Regions from separate parts of the Danio rerio genome. Here region 1 is linked to region 2. Evidence: chromatin contacts called from public Micro-C data. All regions are on one chromosome and are shown on one strand. Each heading gives the region's core, a stretch centred on a gene start, on an enhancer-like site or on the middle of the called end of the contact. The rest is flanking DNA. Distances are from core to core; before and after follow the strand shown.

Region 1 (6,789 bases), core at 2,894-5,393, 76 kb before region 2:
ATGTCCATGACTGCATCGTTGTCATTGTGCAGTATATGTTCTGTTGTTTTGCATTGCCAAATAGAGGTCAATCTCACTTTTAAATAGAAATATCTGAATTTTCTACCTTAGCTACATTTTAATTAGAACGTAGAACACTTATTTTGACAGTTTAAAATGAATATCAAATGCAACATTTAGTTTTGTTTTCTCTTCAACTACTACAGCTTCAGTCCAAAGGTAACTGATTAGGTCAACAAAGGGAGATTCTCTTCCTCAAACCTCAAGAGTTGAAACCAAAGAGTTCTGCCGTAACATGTTCATCAGGAAACATGCGAATGCTTTTTCTTTTGTCCTCAGAACACAAACCCGCTTCACTTTTTGACATTTGATGTTGACGATGACGATGCCAACTACACGACTGTGGTCACTTTCGACTCTGTATCTGCGTTTTTTTGCGAAGATCCTTTTTCCTCTCTGTCGGTGTGTGTCTCGCTCTTACCTCAGAAGCTCTTCATGGAATTTGAATCTGGATTTTTCGTTCAGAACTGTTGAACTGTCTGTTACTCATCGCTCTCTGTGTGCCTGTTGTATGGGGTGGGAACGGGGTGGGCAAAGATGGGAAGGGGGCAAACAGCCAATAAGTGTTAGGATTAAAGTGCAACTTTAGACCAAAAAAATGTGTCCATGTCTCGTTCTGTTTTCCTCCATTAGGTCACTGTGAAATTTCGAAATAAATCTAGATTTCAAACTAACCCAGCAGGCACATGATGTCAGCATGACGTCAAATTGACGTTGTACCCCAACATTGTGGGATGTTGGTAAATGAAAATCGGGTTGACATCAGAACCCAACATCAGGCCAATGTCACACTTTGGTCACTTTCCAATGCAACCTAAAAACAATAAAATATCAACGTCTAATGATGTTACAACTTGACAATGTGTGGACGTTACCAATATGGCATCTATCATACCATCAGTTGGATTTTGATTGCCATACCTGACGAATAAATGTCAGTATTTGACGTCAATATGGTGCTGGTTTATGATGGTGGCTCGACATTAGATTTTAGTCACTTTCCAACACAACATAATGTTACAGCTTGACGTTGTGTGGACATTCCCACTAAGACGTTGGATTTTGGTTGCCATACCTGACAAATAAATGTCAGTGTTTGACGTCAATATGACGTTGGTTTAAGATGTTGGCTTGACGTTGGATTTTTGCTCACTTTCCAACAAAACCTAAAATCAACCATATATCAATCATTTCACGTCGTTATTGGATGTCGAAATAACATTGTCTTTAGACGATGCCAACCTAAATCAAACCTAATATTAATGTCTTATGACGTTGTTTGTCTGCTGGGAGGTTTGTTTAGATTTTAAAGGCAGAAACACACAAAGTGTGTTTAATATCTGCATTATATTTTATATAAAATAGCCTGTTATTGTTGGTATAAGTTTCAGAAGGGTTTCAGAACATTTGGATGTTCATTAACAGTATATCACTATTCAGGCATATTGAGCTTTTACACCTAAACGAAGAGTGAAAGAACACTTTGCTTTGAGTGTAACATGGCCTATACCCTTTAAAAAGCTTGGAGGTGTGGAGAAAATTCCACTGTCAACTTTAGGTTAATGTCATTTTAACCCTGGGTTAAGTAACATTTGACACCACTGTTAACCCTGGGTAATAAGGCACTTTTACAGTTCCAAAGGTGTGTTTAGTTAAAGTGCTGTGATGGACGAGTTTTGTTAAACTGATCAGTTTCATTAATGAACTCATTCATACATTTTCCTTCGGCTTAGTGCCTTTATTTATCAGGGGTCACCACAGCAGAATGAACCAACAACTTGTCCAACATATGTTTTAAACAGTGGATGCTCTTCCAGCCACAACTCATACACTTACATTCCCCCTCATACACTATGGCCAATTTACTGTTGAAGTCATAATTATTAGCCCCCTGAATTATCAGACATTTTGCTTATTTTTTCCCTAATTTCTGCTTGACAGAGAAGATTTTCAACACATTTCTAAACATAATAGTTTTAATAACTCATTTCTAATAACTGATTTATTTTGTCTTTGCCATGATGACAGTGAATAATATTTTACTAGATATTTTAAAGACACTTCTATACATCTTAAAGTGACATTTAAAGGCTTAACTAGGTTAATTAGGTTAACTAGGCAGGTTAGGGTGATTAGGGAACTTATTGTATAACGATGGTTTGTTCCCTAGACTATCGAGAAAAAAAATAGCTCAAAGGGGCTAACAATTTTGTCCTTAAAATTGTGTTTAAAAAATTAAAAACTGCTTTTATTCTAGCCGAAATAAAACAAATAAGACTTTCTCCAGAAGTAAAAAATATTATCAGACATACTGTAAAAATTTCCTCGCTCTGTTAAACATCATTTGGGAAATATTTAAAAAAAACAAGGACAAAATTCAAGGGGGGCTAATAGTTCTAATAGCTAATAAGCTAATAGCTTACCCAGTTCACCTATAGCACATGTCTTTGGACTGTGGGGGAAACCAGAACACCTGGAGAAAACCCACCTGAACAAAGGAAGAACATGCAAACTCCACACAGAAACAACAACTGGCCCAGCCGGGGTTTGAACCAGCAACCTTCTTGCTGTAAGGCGACAGTCCTGACCACTGAGCCAACGTGCCACCTCATTGGTGAATTGTCTAATTAAAAGAAGATTCAAGATTCATTCCACGCCTTGCAGTTTGTCTAATAGGTTTAATTTTATAAATATGTAAATAGGAACCGTAATTCAGGGTTTACATCAAATTTACAGTGAACCTGCAAAACCTTGTCTACATGAAATTTACTATTAATCATTGGCCTTACATACAATAATAGGATCAATAAACGTGGGACTAGATGATTATTTAATGAGTTTAGTACAAATAACAGCATTAGTGGCATGATTATTGCAAAAAAAAAAAAAAAAAACTTCAGTTAAGTTTACATTCAAATATATCAAGCTGATCATTTAAGTATTTTCATTTCATGGTTCTGTTAAAACCGTCTGTTTAAGCTGTGCTGCTGTTAACGTCATTATTTTTCCAGTCACTTTATCGTTTTATGGTTTCTGTTGCCAAGGCAACTCGGTAGTAAATTGTGTCCACATTATATTTACTTACATTATAGCAGGCGCAGACATTAGTGAGTTTTTAATGTGTCACTCCTTCAATACATGTCTTCTAAAATGACAGGTAACTGAGTAGGCTATCGCTCAAATGGTTTGTTATGAACGAAAACATTTATGTAATATCTGGCCAACAGTCACGCAATGGAAATCCAGGTCTTTAGGAAAATAACCAGGAAAAACATTAGGTATGGGAATGTAAGGCATTCCCAAACACTTTCAAGTTTTAACACTAACAAGCTGATGAGTACTCGGGCTGGGGTCTCTAAAAACCACTCTCTTAAAAGCTAGTTATGATGTGTTTTGAGAAGTCAGTCAGGCACCACTTTTTAACATCCACCGCAGTTCTTGACCTCTTTTGCTGTGACGTTATTGTGCTGTCACTTCTACATATTACATATAAATATTTGGATGGTTTGGTAGTCCAACAGTCTATTTACCACATACTCGTCTAAATTTTAAAAAGCATCATTTGGCTAATCTTAAAAAGTAGCCTAGCATACATCAGTAACACAACAAATGGTAAGTCTGTATGAATATAGGGTAACTGCAGTATTAAAGTAGCCTATTTGTGCTAGGCTACATTGTAGCCTACTTTGTCTAAATTTACATTTAAATGTGTTATAAATACATTTAAATGTAATTGTTTTGCTATTTATGATATGGTTACTAAGTTTACTGTAATAAAACTATCACAAGAAAATTGTTTATATAATCGGCTAAAGCTGGCAACTCAAACAATTTCGACTGTAGGCTTCAGATAAATATAACTGCCAGTTTGTTGCAAGTTTACCGGCTTAAACCAGCTAGAAACGAGCAAGACAACATGTTCAAATACACAACGACAGGTTTAAACTAAATTGTTTTGTTAATGTTATATAAAGCGTGAGGAAAACACGACCTCAAAATCACCTCACCTTTCCCGCCAATGTGCTCTGACTGGATAGAATGTTTTAGCAACGATATGCAGTGCAAATGTTAACCACTAGATGGACACCACACTCCATCTGTTTTCACACGGAAAATCATTCTAGATAGGATTTTACTAGATTACGGGATGATTTCCACTTGCAAAACCGACTAAATGACTGCGGTGGGAACTCATGTAAATAACCTCTTGACTGTTAACTTCCCATTTCGTGAGAGAACCCAGTGATGGGTGAGTTGTTTTGAATACATATTTGAATGTTAGCTGTGGATCTGAACAACTGCAAATGCAGTTTCACGTGAGGCAAACTTATTTTTGAACATTTAGTTTAATTTAAAGCCCTTTTTTTAACAATTTACATATTGTTTGTTTAGTGCGTTTGATTATACAAACGTGGTCACATAAATGTATTAGCTAAATATATGTTTACTACGTTATTGGGCTATAGCGGGAAAAAGCTCTAAAACAAATGTTACATTTTTAAGCATTTTGTTATGATAGGACCATTTACAGCTTTACAGTTACCATTTACAACTGTGTTTAGCTAGTAGGGGTAGGTCACAACAATTACTAGCTAATCATAAAAGCAGAAAACACATATAATCAAGGTAAATCTAACCCAGAACCAGACTAGTTATTGATGGTGTCCATTTTTGAATGGTTATTGACTAGTTTGCTATACACATACTATTAATATTTCTACTGCACAAATCTAGCAATCAGGGGTGTAGCGGACATTTTAAAAGTGAGGAGGGACAGCTATATGAGATCCAAAAGTTTAAGTTCAAATAATTATTAATCACCTGTTCCTAAATGGTCTGTCTCTAAATGTGAGGGGGACGTATCCCCCCGGTTGCTACGTCCTTGCTAGCAACAATGTTGGGCCTCAGTATTGGGTGCAATGGGCTATCTGCACAGCTGGTGTTTTCAGCCAATGATGAACTTCTGATGAAAGGTTTATGTGATTAATTTAAATTTTAAAAGGTTCCTTTTACAGCATCAATGCTGTAATGTAATTCAAATATAATCAGTTAAATAGACTTAATTATTCATTTGGTTGTTAAAGAGATGAAAGGCCGTTTAAACGCAAGCGCCGTTATTAGCAGCAGGCTAGCACAAAAACTAGTACTGTAAAAATATGCTCTGTATGAATCAGTTCAGAGAAACAGATCATTCTAATTTTTATACAAATGTTTTTTGCTGAATAATTAGATTTATGTACCAAAAAGGTTACATTTGTCCAACAATTTATTAAGAAACAATAATTAATTAATGATAATTTATGGCATATAAAATTTTTTTTTACTTGTGTTAATGTGAGTAAATTTATATTCCGTTTTTAAATGAATTATAGTATAATTATTGACTAATATAAAAGTGTTTGTTTAATTTATTTACAATACAGTTTGTAAAGTCATATTTTCTGTCTTTTAGTAGAGATATTATATGAGAGACTTTCTTTGTTTACCAAATAAGTGGATCTAGTAACGGTACTCCCAAAACAATTGCGCAAAAAATCTGCAGTTTTTTTACAAAATTCTCCACAGAAATAGCAAATGTCTGCAAATTCTGTCTGACCCTTTCTCATAGGGTAGTTTTTAATAGTCCCGACTCTAGCAATTCAATCACTTATTGAGTATTTGGAAAGTAATTTAATTACAATTTTAATTACGTAAATATTATTATTATTACTTTTTTAAGTAACTTACCCACCACTGGTAGGTCTGTAGCTACTTGATGTACCTGAAATCATAGCATTGAGCTCTTGTCATTGATGAAATCTTTCACATCAATGATGCAATTCACATCATCGTATTGCAGCGTGCCATGGCGGGCCTTCGTAATCTCTCGATGAGCATATAATGTTGAACATGATCATTTGTATATGCCACAAAAGCAAGACATGGTAAGATAACTCAGCCTCTCTCATTTACTCATCCATGTCCTCTGCATTGAAACACAAAGCCAACACTTCCAACAAATCAGGTCCTTCATAGTCAAGGCCTTATGCTTTACATCAGCCGGGAAAACGTGTAGGCTGGAGTACTTGCAGAAGCAAAAATATATTAATATAAATGTGGAAGACATTGACATGCCGGCTTACCATTTAAAATGTAAACCACAATCCACATTGAGCATTTCCTTTCACTGGAAAATCTTCTGAAATCCAATCCTGTTTTTATCTTATTTCTTCTGCAGAGCACAAAAGAAGATGTTTTGAAGAAGGTTTCAACACATGCTTCAGATTTATCACGTTAAGTTGATCCATTTGACTAAATATCAGTACTTGAAGGGCGATTTATAGCATGCTCAACAAAAAAAGTTTCAATCTACACCAATCATCATAGCAACCACGTAGAGAACAGCCTAACAACTACTCTGAGCACCTTTTAGTAGCATTTAGTTTTGTATATGAAAGCAAAACTAGCTTTTCTTGCTTTTCATCAGTTGTCTGGATCTCTCTTAGGGAATATTCATACATTTATTTTAATTTCTAAAAAAAACTTTAGAAGATCCCAAGGCGTTCCCAGGCCAGCAAAGAGACATAGTCTCTCCAGCGTGTCCTGGGTCTTCCCCGGGGCCTACTCCTGGTGGGACATGCCTGGAACACCTCCCCAGGTAGACGTCCAGGAGGCATCCGAAACAGATGCCCAAGCCAAATCAGACTTCTCTCGATGTGGAGTAGCAGCGGCTCTACTTCGACTATTTCC
Region 2 (7,084 bases), core at 2,578-5,077:
GATTATTTATTTTTTTAAAAATTAGGTACATACTACTACCCTAAAACTTTAAAGGGATAGTTCACCCCAAAATGTAAATTTACTCTCCCAAGAGGTTCCAAACCTTTATGAGATTATTTCTTCTGTTGAACATAAAAGATGTTTTAAAGAAAGCTTAAAGCCTGTAGCCATTGACTTCATTGCAAGAAAAACAAATAAAATACTATGGAAGTGCCATATTTCCATCTTTCTTCAAAATATCTTCTTTTGAGTTCAAGTCGAACAGGTTCGGGCTCATTGAAGGGTGAGTAAATCACTTTCAGTTTTATCTTTTTAAGGACTCAAAATATAGGATTTTATATTCTATATTATCTATTGTTATTTTCTGCAACTAACTGATCTAAGTTATAATATTGTAATTAGATGCAGTTACAATGCTCATAATCAGATTACCATGACTTCCTTGTGGATTACATGATTATATATTATTTACACAATGGAAGTGAATTATTCATAATTGATCCTCCTCTTTATTTATTAAACTGCTTCGTGTAATAATTTAGTTTTAAATATTCACAATATTAACATGAAAATGTGAAGTAAACGAAAACATACATAAATGGATAAAGACAAAAGGATAAGGTTAGTTAAAAGTAGTTTAAAAGTAATCCAAAGGTATTTTGAATGCATTAAAATAAGCTGGAGATTATCTATCTATCTATCTATCTATCTATCTATCTATCTATCTATCCATCCATCCATCCATCCATCCATCCATCCATCCATCCATCCATCCATCCATCCATCCATCCATCCATCCATCCATCTATCTGCATTCAGACAGACAGATAGATAGATAGATAGATAGATAGATAGATAGAATAAAAATAAAAAATAAGGTAAAAGTAGTTTAAAAGTAATCCAATTTATTTAAATATATTAAATAAAAAAATCTATCTATCTATCTATCTATCTATCTATCTATCTATCTATCTATCTATCTATCTATCTATCTATCTATCTATCTATCCATCTATCCATCTATCCATCTATCTATCAATCAGTCTATTTTATATAATGTATTAAACATACTTTTGGACTTTTAGACTAATTTTAACGCAAATTAAAAGTAATTTAAAGTAACCCAAAAGTAATCTGAATACATAAAATAAGTTAGATTATTTAATTGATGAGTTTTTGTCATGCAAATTCCATCCATCCGTCATTCATTCAACAATCCATCCATCAATTTTAGATATTCAGACTACTTTTGGATTACTTTTAAACTTCTTTTAACTCAACTATAGATTGATGGATGGATGGATGGATGGATCAATTGACAGACAGACAGACAGACAGATAGATAGATAGATAGATAGATAGATAGATAGATAGATAGATAGATAGATAGATAGATAGATAGATAGATAGATAGATAGATAGATAGATAGATATTTTGGATTCCACCTTGATGTTACCTTACTTTATGGTATTATTGCTCTTCTTCTGATCTACACTCGAGATCCTCAAATACTCCGGTGTACATGTGAATGTCTGTGAGGGTTTGTTTTTAAGTCAGAGCAGAGTAGATGTTTGTTTACTAATGCTATGAGTCAAATACTCAAATAGGCCGCATGTACACCAGAGCCCTTTCAAAGCCTTCTTTGTTCTTGATGATATTCTCATCAAAGTGTGAGACTAGTCAACCTGAAAGTCTCAGTATGACAAACTGTTTTACATTTAGCCATCTCCTTTCCTTTCGTTTTCGCTTGGTTTTATAGGTCAGGACGAAACTGGCCTTTGAGCGTTGACATAACTCCTGATCATCCTTATCATAGTTAAATGTTAACACCACACAAGACAAACAGCTGCTCGTATATAAACATATATCTGTATTGAACGTCAACCCCTGGCAGGAGCTATAACTGAACAACAGCACAGGGTGTGGCGTGTGTTTAGAGATTACAGCGTGTGTGTGTGTGTGTGTGTGGATGAGGGAGCACTGTGTGTTTCTGTGTGCGCGTTATGCAACTTTTCATTGCATGCCATAATTGCATGCAGGGTGCGTGACGGTCCAGCTGAGCTGTGATGCATACACTGATGATCTCCATAGTACACACAGACACACACACACACACATACACACACCCACAAACATTTGCATGAGCTGAGACCACACATTTATTCAAACATGGCCACCCACTACGATACAATCACATTAAAAGTCAATTTGCAATGCAGAAATATGGATGTGCTACACTCTGTGGCAGTGCATTTGAAGGCTTCATTTAGAGTAATTTAGTCAGAAACCCTTCCTGTTTGGCTGCAGTGATGGCAACAGGCATAATGAGCTCATCACAGGGCTTGGCCATTGGTCTGGAGACCCCTGCGGTTTGGCCAATCACGGGTCGACTTGATGACGCTGCCTTGAGGAAGGCGGGCTCAAGGTTGCCGCTGACGTCATAAGCTGCCCTGTGATTGGCTGGATTCGTCGAGGTATATAAAGTGTAGAATGAACCAGGAGTTTTTGTGGTTGGTTTTCTTTTTAGGTTTCTTTTTTGTTGAATGAAATATGTTCTGACAAAGAAACGAACTTTTTTACTCTTCATTATTTACCTAAACTTCATCCCTGTTGGAAAATCCCATTTCAAAAGCAAAGTTACCAGGGGGTTTCCATCAGAACTGACTATTATATTAATAATAAACAATATGGAAACTAATATTCAAGTCTAATATTAAAGTCTTAAGTCTACATTTTATGGGAATTTTTTTTATTTAATTTTTGTTATTAGTTTATATAGTTATAAATATATATTATACTGATGTATGATTAGTGTATTATTAAACTTAATTATTTAATCAATATATTATATAAAAAATAATAAAAATTATTATTTATATAATATATATATATATATATATATATGACATATATATGACATCACGGTGGTGCAGTGGGTTGTGATGTTGCCTCATAGCAAGAAGGTTGCTGGTTCACGCCTCGGCTGGGTCAGTTGGCATTTCTGTGTGGAGTTTGCATGTTCTCCCTGTGTTCGCGTGGGTTTCCTCCGTGTGCTCCGGTTTACCCCACAGTACATAGACATGCTCTAACAGTGAATTGAATAAATTTGCCGTACTGTATGTGTGTGAATGAGAGTGTATGGATGATTCCCAGTGATGGGTTGCAGCTGGAAGGGCATCCACTGCGTAAAACACATGCTGGATAAGTTGGCAGTTCATTCCGCTGTGGTGACCCCTGATTAATAAAGGGACTAAGCCGACAAGAAAATAAATTAATGAATGGAACATATATATATGTGTATGTGTATGTATATATGTATATATATATATATATATATATATATATATATATATATATATATATATATATATATATATAATACTTATACTACTTATATTTAAAATCTATATAAATTAACTTATACACACACACACACACACACACACACGCACACACACACACACACATATATATATATATATATACTTGTATACTTTTTAAATGGGATTTTCTTATGTATACTGGTTTGTGCAGTGATGCATTAAATGCTAATTTTAAATTTTGATAATTTTCTCTGTATCGCCCACCTACTCCCTTCGGCTGCCCCTCCCTTTAACTCCCATTTGCTGCTGCCGTTTCAGGATCAACCAGCTGTTTCTTGTTTTCCCATAACGCGATTGGCCCGAACGACCTGTCAATCAAGCGGACTTTGACAGATGGCTCCGCCCTCGTCGCCGCTACAGGCTACTGTACAGTTTTGTGGACGCTGATTGGCTCTCGGCGCTGGTTGTCAAGGCTTAGTGCTTCATTCACCATTTTGCGACTGTAGAGTACCCTGGAACCTCAACGGCTGGACTTTTTCTCGTTTGCGGAAGAAAAACACTCTTTGCAAAACCTTTCTCGGGGATTCCGCGGTTTTATAGGCTCTGTTTGTGCATCGACACCATTTCGACGGCAATGTAAATATCCACGGGGTGAGTTGAAACCTTTCATCTGCAGCACTGCAGTGATCTGCCTATATGTTTAATGCTGTGTTTTGCCTTTACGTCGCGGATCCATACACAGTGCTTCGCTGTCACTTGTTTATTTTTTCTTTAGTGGATTGTATAAAATGGCGGAGTAAGCATTTTAACATACACACACACACACACACATTGAAAGGGAGGGGTGGAGGTGCACAGTCAGCCTAAAAACTTTTTTTTTCCTGAAAATGTTTGTGTGACACAACAGCTACAGCTTCAACAAACTGCTTTTGTCTATTCTTTTAGCATCCAGTGACTGTCATTGCTTAAATCCGCTGTTTTTATGTAAAGACAAGGCGATTGTTTTGTTATTTAAACTTGACTGTTTCGTCTAAATATATTTTAGTTGCATTCAGTAAGTGTAAATCGGATGCTTTAATCCTCCAGCCTTTCTCTATATGTTTGAGAAAGATAGTTTTTGTATTTTCTCCCATATTTAATAATATGGGCACGGTCGCCCTCGATTCAGAAGCCTGAGGGAGACGGGAAACTGCTCTGCGGCCTTGTGTTATGGAGGAGGCCTACGCCACTCCACTGTGTCGTAGGTGGTTGTAAGCGTAGAGTAGGGCACTACAACCAATAAAAGCGCTTGACACAGATACGGCGCTGTACTACTCAGCAAAACTTTCGCAAGTCGATGACAGCGGTGGCATTGTTGATGAGAAACAGGGCTTTTACTTTGTTTCAGGGCATTTGTGTTCATTTGGAGTCCTGTTGCATAGGAACATTTATTACTGTGCAGTTAGCAAGTCATTATAAGATTGAGTTGGTATTTTGGTGGGTCATTTGGTGCATTGCAAATGAACGTATTGCTGTTCTGCAATTTTTACATTTTACTTGAAAATATTTACTTTTCATTGATTTATGTATTCATGTGCATTGAGTTTAAATGTGACAGCAATCAAGTATTCATCTCCAACCTTGCTATTGGTAGCACCATGCATTTTAAAATCATTAAAGTTGCATTATGGGTGTCACCATGTTGACATCATATGGCTACTGTTGATGGTTACTACTGCTAATGATACCACAAAACAAAATTTAAATGTCTGTTTTATAAACATTTAAAATATAAATGTGTATAAATGAGTACACTCTCAGATTTCTCAGAAAAAAACCCATATAACCTTTGTATAAGGGGTCTTATAGATCAGAGATGCCCAAAGTAGGGCCTGCAGGCCAAAGCTGGCCCACTGTCACCTTTGATTTGGCCCACCATCCCTTCTGAGAGAAGAGTGAGAATGAGTGGGTCAAATGACTTTAAAAGAAGTCATCATTTCTAATTTGATGTAACATTTTTTGTTAGTACAAGGCCCTTTCATCGCTGCTTGCAGCTTTATTTTGTTTGTTTTATTGCTGAGCTGCAAAAAAGCAAACTAAAATTAAATGTTTTAATTAAATGTTGCAAATGAATCTGATTTTTAAAAGTGTAAATACTGTCACTCGACAGATAGAGGACTATGCGGAAGACATTGGTGATTAAATCGAGGCAAAAACTAGTGTATTTCTGTTATAAATGAGATCGTTTTGTTTTTATTAGTTATTATGAAGCAATGTTTTCTAGTCATTTTTAAATAATATTAAATAAATTGGGAAATGACCCATGGCAACTATATGTACCTTCAGCCCACTAGCCTCAAGCAAGTTTGAATTTTGGCCCTTCACAAGAAAAATTTAGGCACCCCTGCTATAGATCTGTGTTGTTCTTGTTTTTTTTTTTCACGTTATATTGGAATCATCAGAATTATTTTAAATGATTACTCTTTAGTGAAGAAACAAATGTAAAACATTAAGAAAGAAAATTGGCAGTTCATTCCACTGTAGAAGGTGAATGAGGAGTCAAGGAGGCCATACAAAACATTAGATTTAGTTGTAGGCGGTAATTATTTTTGCAACACCTCATTTGATTGTAAATGTTAAATTCTGCGTGACTTGAAAGTCGTAGGTATGTTGTTTTGCATTTCTGAGAAAAACTTTATACTAAATGAGAAAAATAGAGGGTGTGGTTTGCTTTTTTACTGTGACCTGATTGGATGTAGTAAAGTAGACACTTTGTTTATTTTAAAGCTAACAGTCGGAGGGACGTGATTGCTCAAGCCCACTCTGAGGTGTCAATCTGATGACATCAGTCTGTCATTTCAGGGCGGTGGTGCATTTCTATTTTTCAGATTGACTTTCACATATGAATCGTTCACCACAAACTAGCAATGTGCACTAACAAACTTAAATGTATTATATGTCATAATGTAAAGATGTTAGTAGTACTGCTGCACAATATATGGAACTCAGCGGATACAATGCTGCTCAGCAAATATGAGTACACCCCCCCAAAATCTCTTCTTTAAATTAATATTTTTGGTAGGATGCTTTACGTTATTATATTTGTGCATATACATTAGTTTAGTCAGTGCTGGAGCCAAATCTGGAGCTAAGCCAACAAAATAACTTACAATAATGGTTAAATAATTAGTAGCACAAATTAATAAGTTAGGGAGAAATATTAAATAAAAATTTCAAAAATAACAAAAATCAAGAAAAACAAAAATATATTTAAAATTTAGTTTAAAAGCTGTAGTTTTTTGCAATATTTTCGATGAATTTAAATGTATTATCTTTCCATTTCTAAAGATGTTCTGTGATTAAAATATGATTTAATAAATATATCTGTTTAATGAATCTGATTTGTTCAAATGCACCATAATATATTACCCATATTCGCTGAGAACTGAATAAGAATATTAATTTTGTACTATATTTTCCCGTTTCCTGATACATATTAATTGTAATCTAAAGATGTTTGTGTAGAGCTGCTAGTAGTTGTTTGTAGTATAGTTCGATATATTGTGCAGCTCTACTACTAACATCTTTAGATTGCAACAAATATGTATTAGGCAATGATTTGCATAAAATTAATTACATTTAATAATTAAATAAAAATATATCAATTATTATATAATACAAAAGTACATTTTTGTGCCTGCCATTAGGACGTCCTCTGAAAGACTCTTCAGCACATCTCTGAAACTAAGCACAGTGGACATGCTGGTTTTCTTATTTAAAA

Evidence for each region. Hi-C and Micro-C count contacts between places; a contact is called where the count stands out from the background.
Region 1: a contact with region 2 is called in a Micro-C map of caudal fin, with 5 times the contacts expected there. The contact joins the enhancer-like site here to the promoter of cica in region 2. A contact is called at or near these places in 9 of 18 Hi-C or Micro-C datasets (caudal fin, embryo, fibroblasts and 3 more) and 1 of 4 datasets of contacts at active chromatin or transcription factors (caudal fin).

Annotation. Positions count from the first base shown.
Region 1 is chr19:7,149,800-7,156,588 of GRCz12tu, reverse strand. No RefSeq gene overlaps it. Among named protein-coding and RNA genes, the nearest start is that of erf, 18 kb to the right of the region's middle. Within about 2 kb of position 4,143, at least 3 of the 62 cell types and tissues checked have an H3K27ac peak or open chromatin away from gene starts, as enhancers often do. A contact at or near this core is called in caudal fin, where this site is marked.
Region 2 is chr19:7,073,275-7,080,358 of GRCz12tu, reverse strand. cica (capicua transcriptional repressor a) reads left to right here and starts at 3,827. Exons shown (of 20, transcript XM_009294004.4): 1 at 3,827-3,975.